2 separate regions of the Muntiacus reevesi genome follow, and region 2 is linked to region 1. Evidence: chromatin contacts called from public Hi-C data. All regions are on one chromosome and are shown on one strand. The core of a region is the stretch at or near the end of the contact, and the rest is flanking DNA. Distances in the headings are between cores, read along the strand shown. Region 1 holds the start of EFCAB2 (EF-hand calcium binding domain 2). Region 2 holds the start of DESI2 (desumoylating isopeptidase 2).

Region 1 (3,778 bases), core at 922-3,421:
CCAAAAGCAAGGACCAGCTAAGCCAGTGGACCACAACTACTGAAGTGCGTGGTTTGCCTAAAGCCTGTCCCCTGCGGCAGGAGAAGCCCATGCACCACCACTGGAGAGTAGCCCCCACTCTCCACAGCTAGAGAAAGCTCTAGTGTAGCAACGAAGACCCAGCACAACCAAAGGGGGAAGAAAGAGACAAATATCATATGATATTCATATGTGGAATCTATTTTTTTTAAAAATGGTTCAAACGAACTTATTTATAAAATAGAAACAGACTTACAGACATCGAAAACAAACTTATGGTTACCAGAGGGGAATATGGTGGGGAGGGATAAATCAGGAGCTTGGGATTAATATACACACAGTACTACATATAAGATAGATAATCAGAAAAAAAAAAGATAACAAGGACCTACTGTATAGCACAGGGAACTCTAATCAATATTCTGTGATTATCTACAAGAGAAAAGAATCTGAAAAAAGAATGAATATATGTATATGTATAACCAAACCACTTTGCTATATACCCCAAACGACATGGACTATCGTTAATCTGTATAAGCTCTAGGAAGGAAAATTAACTACAGTAGTGACAGTAAGGGAATGGTATAGTGAAGGAAGAGCCCCGTGTGCCAGTCACACGCTCTAATAATTTCAGAGAGCATCAAGAGCTTTATGAATCAGGAACCAGGTCTGCAAAATTTTTCTAAGTTTCCAGGACATTGATAACATCCCCATTTGCCAACTTTATTATCCTATCTCTTTCTCCATATGTCAGTAGTGAAACTCTTAGCCTGCATGTTCGTATCCAGGGTGGCAGGGAAGGTGGAGATCGGGATGCGCCAGCCCCCTTCTCAGTGTCTATTCACTGCATTGGCTGGACAGGAGAGCAGTCAAGTCCCAGGGGACTGATACAGGTAGGAAATAGAAAATTCAGAATAAGATTCTGAGGGAGCATCTCAGGAAAGGCTTTGGGGCTCAGCAGCAGAAAAGCCACTCTTTTCCTCTCAGAGAAGCAATTTTGGGATCCTAACTCTGGTTTTTGTTTTTTTTCCCCATCTTTAAAAGGGAACTATATCAGTATCCTTCTTATAGGGTTACTGTGATAGTGTAAAATATTGGGCATAGTTCCTAAAACATAGGAAGTGCTCCAACTACTATCACTATTGGCCCGAGTTTCAGAAGAGAGACGCATGGCCATAGTCTAAAGAAATTAAATCAGGCCAGAAGTCAAGGGAGAAGCAGAGGTGGCCTCCATGTCCCAATTGGTCAATCATCTCCTTAGCTCCATGAATTGTGGTGTTGAAGAAGACTCTTGAGATTTCCTTGGACAGCAAGGAGATCAAACCAGTTAATCCTAAAGGAAATCAACTCTGAATGAATATTCATTGGAAGGACTGATGCTGAAGTTGAAGCTCCAATATTTAGGCCATCTGATGCGAAGAGTTGACTCATTGGAAAAAGACCCTAATACTGGGAAAGATTGAAGGCAGGAGGAGAAGGGGATGACAGAGGATGAGATGGTTGGAAGGCATCATCAACTCAATGAACATGAGTTTGAGCAAACTCTGGGAGATGGTGAAAGACAGGGAAGCCTGGCGTGCTGCAGTCTGTGGGGTCGAAAAGAACTGGACACAACTTAGCGACTGAACAACAACAAAGACCTGAGATGTGGAAACCAAGGTTACAGAGGAGAAATAATTTCTAAACTCATATAGCTAATGAGCAGTGGACTGAGGTTCAATCCTGGGTCCATTTACCTCCTAAGGCTTAACTCTTCCATACAGTTCTGTCTCCTAAACTAAATACGATAAAAAATGAAAGTTAAGTTCAAAGATCTACTTTTGAAGCTGGAACTAAAAACCATTATTCCAAAGTTAATCACCTATATAATTCTACACTTTCCCTCTATTTTCACAGTTAAGAGGAAAGAGGTTATATCAAAGATCATGAACATTTTTTGAGTCTCTGGGTCAGTTACCACCGGGCCCCTTTCAGGTCTGATTTTCAATGAATAAAGAACCAGAGACTCATCAAAAGTTGCTTAGCAATGAGTGTCCCTGAAAAGTGCTGCTTAGAACAGGAAATGCTTAAGCAATGAATTAAACAGTAACTTGTTGTGTCAATGTGCGTTCTTAAGGAAAACAGAAAGAAACATGCACTTTTGAGAGAAGCAACGCCAGGAACCGTTATTTTTCCAAACGCTTTAAGAGTTGTGGTTTCATGTAAGATTTACTTTCAAGTTGCCCACAAGTCCTGCAGTTCCAGCTTCCTGCCCTGGGTCTCCTTGAAAAGCCTGAAGGAACTCTGGCACTGAAAATGCTCTTGTCCAGAGCCAAGGATTTAACACAATTCTCCCTCATTACCAAGAGGCCTGAAACCTCAATCTGCTGGAAGATGGGAAGGAAAGAAAAGAAGGTGAGCAGACCACTGAGGCGTGGTAGAACAGTGGGTTTCACCTCCTCTCCTGCCACCCAAAAGCTAGGCCTTAACTTTAATTTTTTGTCCAGACAAGGACACCATGCATGCCATTATCTGGTTCCTTTCAAGTCCCTAAGGGTCTCTGCCAGTTGCTTTGGTTGATGTTTTGAAGCAGTTTAAAAAAAAAAAAAGGGTGAGGAAGGTGACTAATTCTGTCCAGGATTTTTGCCCTTAACATTCTTCTCTAAATATTCAGGTTACTAAATAGAATATAACAATGGTATCTTACATTTATAGAGAAGCACAGTGGCTCTGAAATCAGAACTAGACTCCTTGCCAGCTCTCTTACCAACCAGCTGCGAGACCTTTAACAGGCCATTAACATGAACATGTACTTCTTTTATCTGTGAAACAGAGATACTATCAGCCTCAGAAGGATTAAAAGAGATAATATGTACAAAGTATTTAGAGTTGTTTTTATTATTTTAACTGTAAGAAAACTGTACCCTTATTCTATCGTATTGTGATGTTTCCTTTTGAGATCACAGAGTAAGGCTACTCCCCTTACGGGTTGGGGTAGGTTAGGAGCAGTGTCTTTCTCGAAGGGCTGGACATTCTTGATATTAATCATCCAGAGAAGGATGAAAGATATATCTTCCATTAGAAAACTGGAATTAGATCTGAGAAGTAACAACCTCCCTCTCATTTTCCTGGGTCTAGAGCCCAAAGAATCTAGATATCCTTAAAGCCACTCATGCTTGATAAGAATTAAAAATCCAAGGTGGAAATCAGGAAGGGGCCACAAACTTAACATGAAATTCTGTCATCTGTGTAAGACGTGGAGTCAACCTCCTGTTGAAGACCTGGAAAAGCAAACTCTCCAAGTGGAAGCTGAATCTTGAGAGAGAAGTTGGGGTTTGACCCCCTAAGTACTTCTTCCTATATGAAAGTGGGGATTCTTTACACGTTCGCTAAAATATTCAAAGCTTTCAGTTACATCTATTTGAGTCTTATGAAAACTCTAAGATGAGGAGCTTGGATGTTGCTATCTCCATTTTCCTAAGTTAACTAGGTTTTAAAGAGATTACATGCCTTGCCTAGAATCATTTCAGTACAGGGCAAGGGCTAAGGAAAATTTGGTTTAAAAAAAAATTATTCCTAGTCCAAGGGGATGTCAATGATCCCCATCCTAGGAGAGTAACAGTGCTGCAAAGATTTTTTTACTATCATTTTGCATTATTCATACCACTAACCTTTCACTTTAACCACATCTTAGGTAACTGAATCAATTGTATTCGGAAGAAACATTTTCCGAGTCCCTCATGGGCACAGAACTCATGCCTGTGTGAACAAATTTGTCACA
Region 2 (3,778 bases), core at 453-2,952, 250 kb before region 1:
ATTGCCAGGAGAAATATAAATAAGCTCAGATATGCATATGATACCACCCTTATGGCAGAAAGCAAAGAGTAACTAAAGAACCTCTTGATGAAAGAGGAGAGTGAAAAAGTTGGCTTAAAACTCAACATTCAGAAAACAAAGATGATGGCATCCGGTCCCATCACTTCATGGCAAATAGATGGGGAAATAATGGAAACAGTGAGAGACTTTATTCTCTTGGGCTCCAAAATCACTGCAGGTGGTGACTGCAGCCATGAAATTAAAAGATGCTTACTCCTTGGAAGAAAAACTATGACCAACCTAGATAGCATATTGAAAAGCAGAGACATACTTTGCCAATAAAGGTCAGTCTAGTCAAAGTTATGGTTTTTCCAATGGTCATGTATGGATGTGAGAGTTGAACTATAAAGAAAGCTGAGCACCAAAGAATTGATGCTTTTGAACTGTGGTGTTGGAGAAGACTCTTGAGAGTCCCTTGGACTGCAAGTAGATCCAGTCAATCCTAAAGGAAATCAGTCCTGAATATTCACTGGAAGCACTGATCCTGAAGCTGAAGCTCCAATACTTTGGCCACCTGATGTGAAGAACCGACTCATTGGAAAAGACCTAATGCTGGGAACAGTTGAAGGCAGGAGGAGAAGGGGACGACAGAGGAGGAAATGGTTGGATGGCACCACCGATTGGATGGACATGAGTTGAGTAAGCTCTAGGAGCTGGTGATGGATAGGGAGGGAAGCCTGGTATGCTGCAGTCCATAGGGTCCCAAAGAGTTGGACAGGACTGAGCAACTGAACTGAACTCTGAGCTTAAACCTCAGCAGCTTACGGAGACCTTCCCACTGCAGCCAATTTAAGATTACTGTCAATCACTTCATCCTATTTTAACTCTCTATAAAGCATATTTTGCTCCTCCTCCCTATCGTTTACTCCATACTCCCCAGTGCCTACATCACTGCCTGGCAAAGGGCCGTCACACAACAAATAATTTTTGAATGAATGCAAAAGCACACACTCTGTCCCAGGGTTGTGCTAATCTATGAGCTATCTTCCCATTTCAGCAGGATAGTTTCATAAAATGTAAAATTCCACATTGAGAATTAACTGGATGCATGTTATACCCCTTCTCCTGCCAGTAACCCACCTTCCTCTATTTTTCTCCCCTTGCAAAATAAAAAATAATAGTGAGATGGAACTTGGAAAACAGGGTCATCAATGTGGGCTTTTGCCACATTCGTGAGGCTTCATCGAGCTCAACGCGACAGAAACCAATCACAGCAGTAACGGATAAAAGAAGCAGATGGACAACCTCACGGCCCACAAGGACGAACAGCAAGGCTAGGGCGCACACCACAAGCACTGCATGCTGGGAGCTGTAGTCTCCGGGCTAGGCCTGGCCAGCAGGACCCTGCCCCCGCAGCATGCTGGGAACTGTAGTCGACAGCTGGAAATGCACCGCAAGGAAGGACCGCAGTTAGGACTCCGCCTCTGCGCTTCCTCATTGCATGCTGGGAATTGTAGTCTTTCTCGGAACGCGCTCCCCCCCCTGGCGGAAAAGCACCAAGGCTGCGCCATCTTAGGTGCGAGTGCGGCAGTGGAGGCTAGAGCGCAGGCGGGCCCAGCCCCGGCCGGCCCCGCCCCCGGGAGCCCGGCGCCCGCCCCTTGTTCGGGCCCCGCCTTCCCCCACGTGTCTGCCGCGGGGGGAGGCGCCTGAGCCGGAGCGGCCGCCTGCGGTCCGGCCCCGTAGGCGCAGAGGGTCCTGTCGGCGGCGCCCGGGAGCGACCAGCTTCCCGATGCTTCCGCCCTGGCTCCCGCCGGCCGGGCTGTGCGGTTAGGGCCCGGCTCCGGCCCCCTGAGGTGTCCGCGTGGGTGAGAACGGTTTCGGCCCCGCGGAACGGAGCGGCTGGAGCGCGAGGCGGCGGCCCCCGGGAGGAGGATGGGGGCTAACCAGTTAGTGGTGCTCAACGTGTACGACATGGTGAGTACGGCGCCGGCGCCCGAGCCCGGCCCCGGCCGGCATTCTCTCGCCGATGGGTTCGGACCCGGCCCCTCGCGTTTCCAGCCTGGCGTCGCCGCCTCCCACTTGATTCACCGGGGTTGGGGGAGGGGAGTATTATTTTTTTAATCCCTGCAAACGTCTCCGCGCTTCTTAGCTTTCCCCGGTCTGCCCCGGGGCTTTGACCAAGACTCGGTTCGCCTCGAACCTCCCTCGTGCCCCGACTTGGCTCGGACCCTGGGCTGGGCCCGACCTTTTGGCCAACGAGCAGTGTCCTTTCCGCGAAGCTTGGGTCGCGGGACGGACTTCCCGCTCCATCACCGGAACCCCGGGGCAGCCCCGCTTCTCCCACCCCAATTGCCCACTCTGCCAAAGCAGCCCGTCTTCAAAAACTCCCAAGCCCCTCCAAGTCCAGAAAGTCACCGCTTGTCGATGCCAGTGCTAGAGTCTCTTTAAAGGTGAACAGGAGCCAACACACCCTAGCCTCCAAGGCAACCTCATTAAAATGAATGAGGCTAAATTAAAATTTATCCAGAAAATAGCCCATCTGAATTATTTAGGGGTTCGTGGTGGTACTCCTTTCCTAGATTCTGGAGACCTCTTTCCAGGTGATGCAACAGGTATCTGACGTGGCCGCAGGAGAGGGACGAGAAGGACGAGTTTGTTGTGTCATCGAACTTTTGGGGTACTGCGAGCATACAGAAATGAGTCCAAACGTTGGTTTGCGTTATAATCGCCATTGAAATAACCGGTACGCAGTTACTGTTGCAGTTAGATGTATGCTTGGGTTTGTTTGCTTTTGGTCGATTAGTTTTTGTTTTATGAGAGGTCACCACCACTTGGGATGGTTAAAATTTCGTAAGTGGATTGACAAGTGAAAAAGTCCCCAGCATTGTTTTTGTTGGCTTAAAGGTGAAGAGCCAAAATACGGGAGGTCGGGAGTCGTGGTTCTCACTCATAGATCTAAACTTTGTGTTCCCGTGTATTGTTTTTTAAGTTTTTAAATTTACACTGTAACCTCTTGGGTAGGAAGGAATTCCTATGCCTCAGTCTGGGAATTATGTGCGAAGGCCATAGAGACTGCTTGGGATCTGAGGGGAGTACTCCATTGAGTTTGCACCTAAACTTGGAGCTGAAAGGAGATAGGTTAGCATTCTGAGAAAAATGGGGTATGATAGGGAAAAGTTCCAGAGAGGAATAATCAGAACCAGAGATTTTAAAAGAGCTTGGTACTTTGTAAAGTCTTTGGCCTGTGTCACTGGTTAAGAAATTATTCCCTAGATTTAAACTTGGTGTGGATAGCTGCGGAAGCCTTTGTTTTTCAAGAATTTTATTGCCCTTTTACTGTTTCTGCCTGGTTTCCCCGTCAGTGATCTGAATTTGGTTTGGTTTCTTATTTATTCATGCAGATTGTTGCACACCATCCCTCAGGATATATTCTGTTCTTGAGAGCACAGTATACTTTTTCTTCTAGATTGTTAAACCCCTTTATAAATTAGGATTATGCAGTGGCCAGAGGGCCAGTTTCATTGCCTAAAAGAAATCTGTGAAAGTAGAGGAAGAGAGCATTTTGCTTTTTAAATAAAACTGGAGATAGATTCTTTGGCTTATAATGGGCTTCTTTACCCTTTAGGTAGTCTATGACGAACAAATCACTGCTATGTCGTAAACGTAGGAACAGCTAGAGATGATTCTCAAACCAGTATGTTTTGAAGGGAGGAGTGTTCTGAAAGATCTTTAAAATGTTAACTAGTTTGGAAACATCTTTAAAATGTTAACCAGATAA

Evidence for each region. Hi-C and Micro-C count contacts between places; a contact is called where the count stands out from the background.
Region 2: a contact with region 1 is called in a Hi-C map of muscle, with 4 times the contacts expected there. The contact joins the promoter of DESI2 here to the promoter of EFCAB2 in region 1. A contact is called at or near these places in 2 of 3 Hi-C or Micro-C datasets (blood and muscle).

The regions. Positions count from the first base shown.
Region 1 is chr5:78,953,151-78,956,928 of mMunRee1.1, reverse strand. EFCAB2 (EF-hand calcium binding domain 2) reads left to right here and starts at 2,171. Exons shown (of 7, transcript XM_065935587.1): 1 at 2,171-2,412. The coding sequence starts at 2,314.
Region 2 is chr5:79,199,034-79,202,811 of mMunRee1.1, reverse strand. DESI2 (desumoylating isopeptidase 2) reads left to right here and starts at 1,702. Exons shown (of 5, transcript XM_065935602.1): 1 at 1,702-1,974. The coding sequence starts at 1,933.